Regions from separate parts of the Gossypium hirsutum genome. Here region 1 is linked to region 2. Evidence: chromatin contacts called from public Hi-C data. All regions are on one chromosome and are shown on one strand. The core of a region is the stretch at or near the end of the contact, and the rest is flanking DNA. Distances in the headings are between cores, read along the strand shown. Region 1 holds the start of LOC107944112 (protein SOB FIVE-LIKE 5). Region 2 has its middle 8.7 kb from the start of LOC107941488.

The links. Hi-C and Micro-C count contacts between places; a contact is called where the count stands out from the background.
Region 1: a contact with region 2 is called in a Hi-C map of leaf, with 2.2 times the contacts expected there. The contact joins the promoter of LOC107944112 here to the enhancer-like site in region 2. A contact is called at or near these places in 15 of 34 Hi-C or Micro-C datasets (callus, cotyledon, fibers and 4 more).

Annotation. Positions count from the first base shown.
Region 1 is chrA13:6,241,493-6,247,012 of Gossypium_hirsutum_v2.1, reverse strand. LOC107944112 (protein SOB FIVE-LIKE 5) reads right to left here and starts at 2,742. Exons shown (of 4, transcript XM_016877931.2): 1 at 2,260-2,742; 2 at 2,115-2,174; 3 at 1,954-2,030; 4 at 1,662-1,873. The coding sequence starts at 2,682. The coding sequence ends at 1,786.
Region 2 is chrA13:6,189,481-6,195,238 of Gossypium_hirsutum_v2.1, reverse strand. No RefSeq gene overlaps it. Among protein-coding and RNA genes, the nearest start is that of LOC107941488, 8.7 kb to the left of the region's middle. Within about 2 kb of position 3,683, at least 3 of the 9 cell types and tissues checked have an H3K27ac peak or open chromatin away from gene starts, as enhancers often do. A contact at or near this core is called in hypocotyl and leaf, where this site is marked.

The sequences.
Region 1 (5,520 bases), core at 1,493-3,992, 53 kb before region 2:
GTGTTTTCATTACGTATATTTCTATATAATATTTGGTTGATTTTGTCTCCATCTTTTGCTTCTTTCTTTGTTCTAAAAGTTTTTGACTAACATTGAGAACTCCCAAAATCTCAAAAGATTAAAATATATGTGAATAGCACATGTGGGTCTTGGTTAGATCACAACTTTTGACATCCTAAATTCCATCAAATTTAATTATATTTTTAATATATAATACTTACATTGATTCTCATCAATTAAATTTGTAACTAAATTTTAAGTGAAGTAAAGTCTCAAACCAAAATTAAAAAAATATATAATTCTTACTTATCATTTTATTCAAAAGTTTTAGGGTAAGTTTAAATAAGCGGTGAGATACGATATGTTTAGTTTATTTTTTGTCTCACGTTACAATATCATTATAATATTTAATTTCACTATCACCACAATTTTTATATTAATTGTAGATAAAAATACAATCCACCCTATTTTACCCTTATTCGAAATTTTATAAATCCAACCCATATAATATAATGTTATTAGGAAGTGACTGGGAATAGTTTTATGAATAAAGAAATCAAATTGAGAGACATATAATTGTGCAGTGACATCAAGTTCGATGACAGCTGCTTAGCAGACAAGGTTGGAGGGAGCAAAGCGGCATTATAAAGTAATAAAAAAATTAAGTGCAAATTATTTAATATAATAGGGGCATGTTCTTTAGGGTTAGGAAAATCACAGGCAGGATCTTCCAAGAGGGGCTTTTTTTTTTTTAAAAAAAAAGGTCATTGAGATTGTGCATATGATATATTCAAATATTAGCTTTTTTGGCATTTACTTAACATAGAGCTTTGAGAATGAATGGCCATCACCCAATTTTACTCACTTTCCATCATTTTTGCCTCAATCTCATCATGTGCATATTTAGGCCCTAAAACTTGTGAGGCATGATGAGAAATGGAACTTATAATGGGGTGGATTAGACCCTTTGTCTGGACACTTCGAGACATGGCTTCTTGTTGATGACTAAGTTTTTTCTCGTAATTTATCAATGTTTGTTAGGTTTAATGATAAGAAATTTGATTTTTTTTCCGGTTTTTTCTTGTTTTCTTTTAAGTGTTCAATTCTATTTGACTCCAAATTTAACTGATATCCAATATAATTATCAGGAACCCAAAAATCTTAGCATCAAAACAAAATAAAAAAAGGAAAAGAAAGTTTTTCCTATAATTATTGGGAGAGAAAAAAGAACCCCAATTCCAACTAAGTGTTGGAATGATGAGATGATTATGGCACATCCATTTGTCGTGTATTGTTGAAAGATGTGTGTGTTAAGAGTTTAAGCAACCTTGTTGTTTAAGCCAATAAATGGTGTCGGCCAGTTTTAGGTCCAAAATTTACCAAACAAACAAAACACTTAATTTTAAACTAAGATCCCTGCACATGCATGCAACAGTCTACAGGGTTTGATTTCTTCATCTCTTATCCCTTCCATTGCAGAGGGAACAATTCCTATCTAAACTAAGACTATATACTCATTTGGGGAAGTATATATATATATTCTATTATCAAACAGTTTGTGAAGTAAAATATATTTTTGTATTTAGGTGAAAGGAAGTAGTTTTGAACTGCAAGTTGAGATATAAAGAGGAGAGTTTGGAGGTCCATAAGAAAACAAACACTGAACAAAATTTATTTCCCATTGCAATTGCCAGTACTGGGTTAACACTAGTTCTAAATTTGATTCCTGAACAGCTCCTACCCTACCCATTATAAAAAAATAAAATAAAATTCTGTTTGAGATCTTTATTCTTTTGACTTATGGCAACTCCTTTCTTCCATTGCTTTAATCTCAAATTTCCAACTCCATGCTCTTTGATTTCCTGAAAGCCACCTGTAAAAATTGAAGCTTATAATGAGTGTGATTATGGTACATTGTTAGAAAATAATAATAAGATTGTTAAGTTACTTAACTGGTTATTTTGTAGCTGGTCAGGAGATGGCGAAGAAGACTGAAAAAACCCAAAGTGACCCTCAAATTGTGATCCTCCCTGCAAATAATTCATCACCATTTTTATTTTTTTCAATCAGAATTCAACAAACATAGAATATATAAGATAAATTAGTACAAGGACCTCAAAGTGTGTTGCAGAGAACCCCATTGGAGCTTGATTATTGGTGTCAACAAAACTCTTCTGCAAAAATCATGGAGAACCCATAATAAGCGCCAAAGACAACAGCAAACAAAGAACATATAGTTATTATAGCTTGAACTTATACCTTGGAGTAATTGATGAAAGGAGAGTTTGCGGTGTCAATTTCTTCATGTACCTGCTGCTCATGCTGTCTTCTTCGTTGTTCCTTGTTCGTATGTCTTTTACCACCATTTTTGTTGAATGTAGTACCAGTTTGGGGTACCATGTATTCATGGTATAATTTGTTATCATCTTCATAGAAATGTGGAGGACCTGAAGATGCATCTGAAACCATGGAAAGGTCTTCTTCGTCTTCTTCATCATCATTTTCAACATCATCATCAACCTTTTGTTTACCTCTATTAATCTCTCTATGTTCATCACAAAAACCACTCTTTTTAAACCCATTTTTTTTCTTTGAAGGATTTGAAGATAAAAAAGATTGTTCTAAGTAATTAGTCCAACCAGACTCACACCCACTACTACACTCAGAGGCCATAAAATTCATCTTTCTTTTTTTTTTTTTTCTAAAGAAAACTATACTCAATGTGTTTCCTTCTCCTCTATCCAAGGCTCCTTTTTATCAACAAGTGAAGTAAGCTGGTTTAATTGTGATTTTAGTCCCTTTACTATACTGAACTTCGAGATTTTATTCCCTCTACTTTTACGATATTATCAGTGGGTCCAAGTTAATAACACAACTAGTTCTTTTTCTTGTTTAACTGATGACACGAGTTTTTTTTACTGTTATCCTGTCCTACGATTAGTGTTACGTAAAAATCTACTCAATTGTGATTATAAATAATAAATACTTATAATTATTTTTTAAATGACAAACTGCATTATCACTTTATGAAAATAGCTATTATTAATTTAGATCTAGTAATAATGTTATAATATAGAGACCAAATTATAACATAATATAGGGACGAAAACTAGTAAGCCCCTCAACCCCACTTTCCAAACAAAAACCCTAAAAAAGGGCAGGTAATAGTAATACAATAGATGGTGAGGTTAAATGTGTCCCTATATTAGGGTGTTGGATCAAGTAGTATATAGAACAAAGGGGCAATGGACATGTGGGAAAAAGACCAAAGACAATCAAACTCAAATCCTAGGCTATTTTTGTCGTCACCTTCCCCCATTCGGCTGTCTGAATGTGAATGAATCAAAAAGTGCCAGTTGGGTGGGTTCTCTAGTGGGTGCATTCAGAAGAAAAAAAAAAACCACAATCACTTCACATGCTAGACAGCCAAGCACTGTGTACTCTCTTGAACAAAAACCAGGGCTCACCACCTCCTTGGGGCAGCAATATTCTTGCTGGTCCTACCACATCAATTTTCATGGACTCATAATTTCTGTTCTTTTGGCTTCAAACACTTAACAACAACCATTTTACACATCACTCAATTTTACAAACATCTAACAGTCACACATGTACGTGTACGTGTGTTTAGAGGTGAAGTCAATTTTTTTAAATTAAATTCTTTTTATCATTTTTAAGAGGTCGAAATTCAAAACTCTCCATCGAAAAAGAAGCCAAAAGCTAGTACTTAATACATGACCCACAAGCTGTTCAAGAACAATCTTCTATTTTCAAACAGCTCACAGTTCGAAAGAAATTAGTGCTGCGTCTAATGTGTTTTGAGGATATTTTTAGTGTACATAATAAAATAACACGAGTCAGAATTTAGTGAATTATGTAAAGTTATTATATGTTCTAATCATATCTATTTTTTTACTAAAGTTATAAAAATACTCATTGTCTCTTCTCAGTCCATAAATAGGAGGAAGTGCACTCAAATACACGTACTCTTACATTGACAACAATGTTTATGCCAATCAAAGTAAAACTCAATCGACAATAATAAGTAAACTTAGACATATAATATCTCTTTCAAGCAAATATTATTAGTTAGAAGTTTGGTCTATTAGAAAAAAGTTAAGGGTTTGAGGTGGGAATTGGCAAAAAAAAAAAAAATCGAGTGAGCTTAGCCACGTAATCTCTTGTACCCGAGTCTTATTGATCAGGGTTTGAAGGTATTTAAGAGCTTTTAAAGAGATGCTGGCATGTTTAAATTTATACATTGAGAATATATTAAACTATATTCAGGATTGAATAAGAAATTTATCCATATTAATTTTAGAATTTAACAATTTTTTTCACTTTAATCTTTAAATTTAGATTTTATTAAAGTATGATGATTTAACATTTTGAAATTTTATCATGTCATTACTTAAAAATTTTTAATATATAAATATTTAAAATAAGAAAAATTTTAGGGGATAATATAACACAGTCATGAAGTAATATTAAAAACCTCTACCTCCTCCAAAATATTCAAAATGTCCTTCAATATTTGTTTGGGTAAGAATTAAATAAGTTTGTTAAAGCTAAAGTGGTCCAAGAGAAAGATTATACTGTATATCATATATTTTGTACAGGTAATTTCAGCCTCTAGGTGTACAATTTTTTTTTTGATGAAATTATGCAATTTCTAAAGGCAAAATTGTACTAAAACCTTTATCATTCCTTTTCTTTCCTTCCCTACCTTATAACTTTTCCCACGTTTAATGTTTAGTCAATTTTAGTTGGGTAAAAATTTAAATTAAAAAAAAAACACTGCCAAAAATATTTTTTCAAAGCTGATTTTATTTTTTAAATTGTTATTAAGTATCAATTTATGAAAAAAAATTAATATTATTAATGTCTTTGTGATTCTGTCTTTCAAGCAGGGGCGAAGCCAGGGGGGCTGGCATGGGCCCCAGCCCCCCTTAAAATGTAAAATTATATTTTAGACCCTTGAAATTTTTTAAAAATTTTAAATTAGTAAAGGTAAAATTGCATTTTACCCTCCTAAAATTATAAAAATTTGATTTAATCATTTACAAATTATAAAAATATAAACTGTAAAAATTAAAATTTCATCCAGCCCCCCCTAAAAAAATTTTCTGGCTTCGCCCCTGCTTTCAATGAGGTAATTTTTCTATTTATATGATATGGTTCCTGGATGTGACGTCCTAAGTAGGCCCCATGCATGCCTACATGTACCTTATTCTAAGGTTAACTCGTGTTCCCTAAGTGTGGGTTCGCTTGTATGGTGATGCGAACCCATCACGTACGAACTCTTGTAAGCAAACTATACAGGCGATCACTACAGAAGTAAAGAGGATCGAATTGGTCCCAGTCGAATAAGCAGGTAGTGAGTCGATAATGACGAACAAATGTCTTTTAGCCAATACATTTTTTTATTGTTTGTTCCAATAATGAATTTAATTAAATCAACAAAGAAACAAAGTTAATTAGTGTTAATGCTCTTTATGTGATAATTTGAAAGATCAAAAC
Region 2 (5,758 bases), core at 2,434-4,933:
TTCATGAATACCATAAATAGATGTAAATACAACTTACTCATCACCATCCAATACGACTCATATTGCATACATTGAGCCCATATCTCATACATTTCAATTAGGTACATGTACCACTCATCACATTATCATAACTTTTCTCATTTCGATATAAATCATAAACCTTTTGTTGAACCATTTGGAATGCCACCAGATACTCAATAGCCCTAACATGGGTTAAGATGTCGACGCCATGTCCCAGGCATGTTCTTACACTGGCTCTCATCTGTCGGTGTCGATGCCATGTCCCAGACAGGTCTTACACTGACACACAACAAGCTGACCCCATGTCCCAGACAGGTCTTACACTAGCTTGTATCTAGCGAGGCCGATGATGTCCTAGATATGTTTTACACTAGCTTTCGCCTCAATGCTGATGCATGTCCCAGACATGTCTTACACTAGCACACAAATGACCCAAGTGTCTTGGCATGAATATTCGAAGATTCCTAAGGCTCAACTGAGAGTTCTACTACTTCAATTCTCATCATGCTTAGTCATTTCCACAATCAAATAATTTATGCTATAAAAATTCATTCATTCATACATGATAATAGTTGCATTATTTACACACAACTTACCTCGGATTACAAAATGTAGGCAACTAGCCGATTTTAGTCCACTTGCTTGGCCTTCCCTCTATCTAGGTTCAGATTTTGTAATTCTTGATCTATAATGATAAAAATTCACAATTTTAATTTTTTTGTCAATCTAGGTATTCAACAATGTATAATAGGGCAAAATGACCATTTTGCCCCTAGACTTTCACAAAATGACCATTTTACCCCTAGACCCAAAACTTGATTTTTATCACATTTTCTACTTAACCAAACCTAACTGACCATTTATTACTCTTATGACAACCCCAAATTTCCAATATTTCACAACATTATTATCTATTTTACAAACTTTACAAAATGGTCCTATTAGGGCTTTCATGAGAAGTCTTTTCACAAAAGTTGTTTATTTCACAACCATGATTCATTTTCTTCCATAAAACTTCAGAAAACAACATGAACACACTCATGGTAAAACCCTAGACTTTCAACCATTTTGCAAAATAATCCCCTCATTTGAAAGCTCATGCTACAAGGGTTCCACAAATACAAAAATTATAAAAAAAAAGTCATCAAAACCACTTACTTGTTGGGAGATTAAGTGGCTGAAATTTTTCAAGATTCCAAAATCCTCCTATGGCTGATATTTTCAGTAAAGAAGAAAGAATGAATGAAAAAGATGAAAGCTAGGCTTTAGGGTATTATTTTATCACACATTAGGTCATCAAATACCTAACACTTTGACTATCTTATTTTCTTTGTCTTATGGCCAGCAAAGCCTCTCTAAAGGTTTTAATTGCCCTTTAAGGACCCCCAATTTAAGTTTCATGGCAATTTAACACCCTTAGCTATCAAATCAAGACTTTTGCATTATATGCGATTTAGTCCTTTTTCGTAATTAAGCATGAAATCGCTAAAATTACTTCACCAAATTTTTCATGCACTAATATAAACATGATATAACTCTAAAATAATAATAAAATAATTTATTTGGCTTCAGATTGGTGGTCTCCAAACCACCATTCTGGCTGAGCCCAAAATTCGGCAGTTACAGGCTCACACGCTCGTGTGGCCCACACGGCCCAATTTGGCCTTGGCCGTGTGGATCATACAGCCTGGCCCAGAATCCTACATGCTCGTGTTACCCACACGGTCTAAATCGATCAAGCCCATGTGTCGCACACGGCGTACCTGGCCATCACACAGTCGTGTCTAGTGTATATGACCTGGCCTTATCGATCACATACCCTTGTTAGGGCACACGGCCTACCACATGGGTGACAACATTCCCATGTGGCGTCGACAGTGAGGTTTTTAGCTTTCGCCAAAACCTCATTTTCTGTGCAATCGAGTACACACCTGGTTTCGATTCAAAGTTAAAACCACTACGAGCACTTCAGAACTTATTATTGACAAACATTTCTCTCAATTAGTCACTTAAATGCTCGAATTAAACTTAACCCAAAACGAAAAGTCCTCTTCCAAGCAAAAAACCCTTACCTTACGAACTATGGACGCTTCCCTCTATAACTCGGCACCAGCACAGTCCCTCACACCTAATTTTCGGCTGTCAACACAGTTAAACAAAGGTTCCCCAATTAAATAATTTAAAAATTGAAATTTTAAAGCACATCATCACTTACTGAACGAGTGTCACCCTATGTTGCGCAATATGACAAATTGAAAACAAAGTTAAAAACGGAAAGGAAAGAAAAAAGTGGATTCAGCAAGAGGGAAGGTAGAATTTGGTAGCAAAGGAAAAAAAATGGAGATGGAAACGACAAAGACTTTTTACAGGAGAGAAGAAAAATAACTAAGTAACTCCCAAATCCCCTATTTTGCTTCTACTAAACCACATCCGTTTCAACTACTTCAGTATTCCAGTCCCTCTCAAACAACCACACGGCATTAGCAGCAAAAATAATACCCAAGTACAAACTCAAACACAAGACCTCCCTCACACCAACACTCTACTTAACCACCAGTCCAATAGACCCATTCTGACATTATTTTACAAACAACTCTACTTAAACCCTTTAAGCCAGGCTAAGGCTTCAATCATTTAAAAATTTTAATATTTGCCCAAGTCGAGGCTTGAACTTGGGACTTCCTAAACACTCCCAGAACACATAACCACTAAAGCTGACGGATATTTGTCAAATAATAATAATAACATAAATAGGTATTTTTGGGTTGTTACATCAGAAGACCCTTTAACCATTAACTTTAATTGTTGTTTGTTAAAGTTAATGGTCCCTAGTTTTTTTTTTCAGTTAAAGTCATCACATGTCGCAATGTAGTGTAACATATGGCGAAAAATGATAAAATGTTTCTTTTAGGATTATAATTTTTATAATTCTTTTACGAATTTTATAATTCTTTACATTTTTTTATCATTTTCTTACAACTTTATAAAATTTTATCTATTTTTTTCTATATTTCTATATATTTTATAATTTTTTACGAATTTTATAAAATTTTACAATTTTTGTAATCTTTTTCTAATTTTTAATAAAAAAATAAATATTTGTTATATTTTTATTAAAATAATAACAGATAAATATTTCTTAGATTTTTTATTAAAATTTAATAACTTTTATAACTTTTATAGATTTTTATTTTTTATTATTTTTTTGCCACATGTCACGTTGTAGTTGTGACACATGATGACTTTAACTAAAAAAATTAGGGACGGTTTGCTTTAACGGTCAACCATTAAAGTTAATAGTTAAATGGCCTTTTTAATGCATTTTTTGACAATTGAGTACAAAAAAAAAATAGGGCTTTAATTGCTTTTTTGAAAAAGTTTGAGGGCCTTTTTGATGTATTTTAGTAATTTAAGTATCCAATTGAGTGCAAAAAAAAAGGAACTTAATTACTTTTTTTTTTAAGTTTAAGTATTCAATTGAGTGAAAAAATAAACTTAATTGCTTTTCTTGAAAAAAATTAAAAACTTTTTATACCCTTTAAACCAAAGAAAAACCAAATTATAATTTCAACATTTGTCAAAGGACAAATGGACTATGGTACTACAAGAACCAGGCTGCTGGGCCTCTGGGTGGTGGTCCAACACCATTTTTTAAAATGGTTCAAGCCTTCAAAAGTTTGCCCACCCCACACCTGAAGAAATGTTCTATGCCTACTTGGGTTTTTTTGTTCTCTCTTATACAATGTCCAAGTTTCCCGCTGGGTTACTGGGGGCATTTTACTCAGATTTGAAGTATCGAAAGGATGTCTATATTATATAAATTATATTAAGGAGTCCTATTAAAATCAAATCAAGAAATATGGGCTCACCCTCCATGGTTAGGGTAATACTTCAATATTTGTATACCCAAATAACATGCATGGTACATGTCGTAGACACTTCAAGACACAAACATAGGTCGAGCAACAGCACATATGTGTTAGGCCTTTAACCCCCAATTGCTCAATAAAAATAAGAGATAAGACTATATTTAAACCCTCTTAAAAGCCTTTCCTCAACCAATGTGAGGTTATCTACATTGTATTATCAACAATTACAAATTTAAATACATTTAAACATATATATATTTTAAATTATTTCAATAATAATAATATCAACCAAATTAAAAATTATATACTTAAATTAATTGATTTGGAATATATGTTTTTATCTTCTATGTGTAAAATAGTACATAAATTAAACCTTATCATTACCAATTACCATGGCATTCTGATAAATTATTTTACTTTAATTTTATTTTTACGAAATCGAAAATCTATTATAACAACAATTGAGTCAATTTTTTTTATTTAATTATTACATGTGATGCATAATAAATAGACGATTTTTTTAAAATGATTACCTTAATACTAATGAAAGTAATATATATTGATGTAACTATTTCATGTAATCTTTTAAATCTTTTGTATATTATAGTATTTGACACATATTTGAAAATAGACGTGTATTACTTTTCCAAACATATATAGACAAACATATAAAATTTGAGTATGCTTAAAATATATGGATATCAGCAAACATAACTCATGTGACACATCATACCCTAATTTCAATTAATGAGGCTTTTGAAAATTTTGAGGTCTCGTATTCAAGTTTCATGATGTATAAATTTGATTTAAATTTATTTTAATTGAGTTGTCCAAATAGATTTTAGTTTGTGATTTAAGTTAAATTAATTATTCAATTAATTTTTTATTTATTTAATTATTTTTATGATACTATTCGTCTAATTATTAATTCTTATTGTAATTTCTCGTATAATTATAATTTATTTCGATGAGACTTTAAGATTTCAATGATCCAAGTTATATATTTCAATTTCAATTTTAATTAATCCAATATATATTATACGTTACTTATATTTATGTTTATAAACTCTTTAAAAGACTGACTCAAAAAAAAAAAACAAAAAAACAAAAAGGAAAACCCTAATCTTCAATCATAATTAATATGTACTTACATGGGACACTCCCAGCTGTTATGATAGGGAATTGGCCGTTTGAATTGAACTGTTTTTGGTGTTTCCCATGTCCATGGGACTTAATTGTAATGCTTATTCGCTATTTTTGAGACAGGTAACCGACACCATATGCAAATTAATCCATCTCATCAATGGTTGGGTTATCCTACTTATTAGCTAATTCACATGAGTTTATTATCAGTGTAGAGGAAGTGGATTTCAGTGCGTTAAAGCGAATTATCCTCTTATTTAAGGGTTGAGGAGGGGTTATGGCTAGTTCTAAGTATTGTATAAAAAATTTTTAAAAAGTTTTAAGTAAAAGTATAAGTTAAATTTGAATTTTAATATTCAAATCTTAAACTTAACTTAATCCGACTCATTTTCAAGTTTATAATATATATTGTCTTTTTTTTTATATCACATGTATATTAAAAATATGTTAGATATTTATTAAAAAAAAGAATTTTGATAATTACTAAATATTAAATAAAACTAATTATATTATTTAAAAAAGTTTAAAAAAAATTGTGAGTGGACAGAAATGATTTTAAATTAATCATTTATCAATATAAATGAATTAAGATAAAATATCGAACTTGAATAAATATATATAATATTAAAATTATACACAAAATCAATTTAAACTTTACTTATCAGAGCTTATAAATACCTCTAATTTTCAAACATGCCTCATTGGTGCCATACACTTGTAAATTA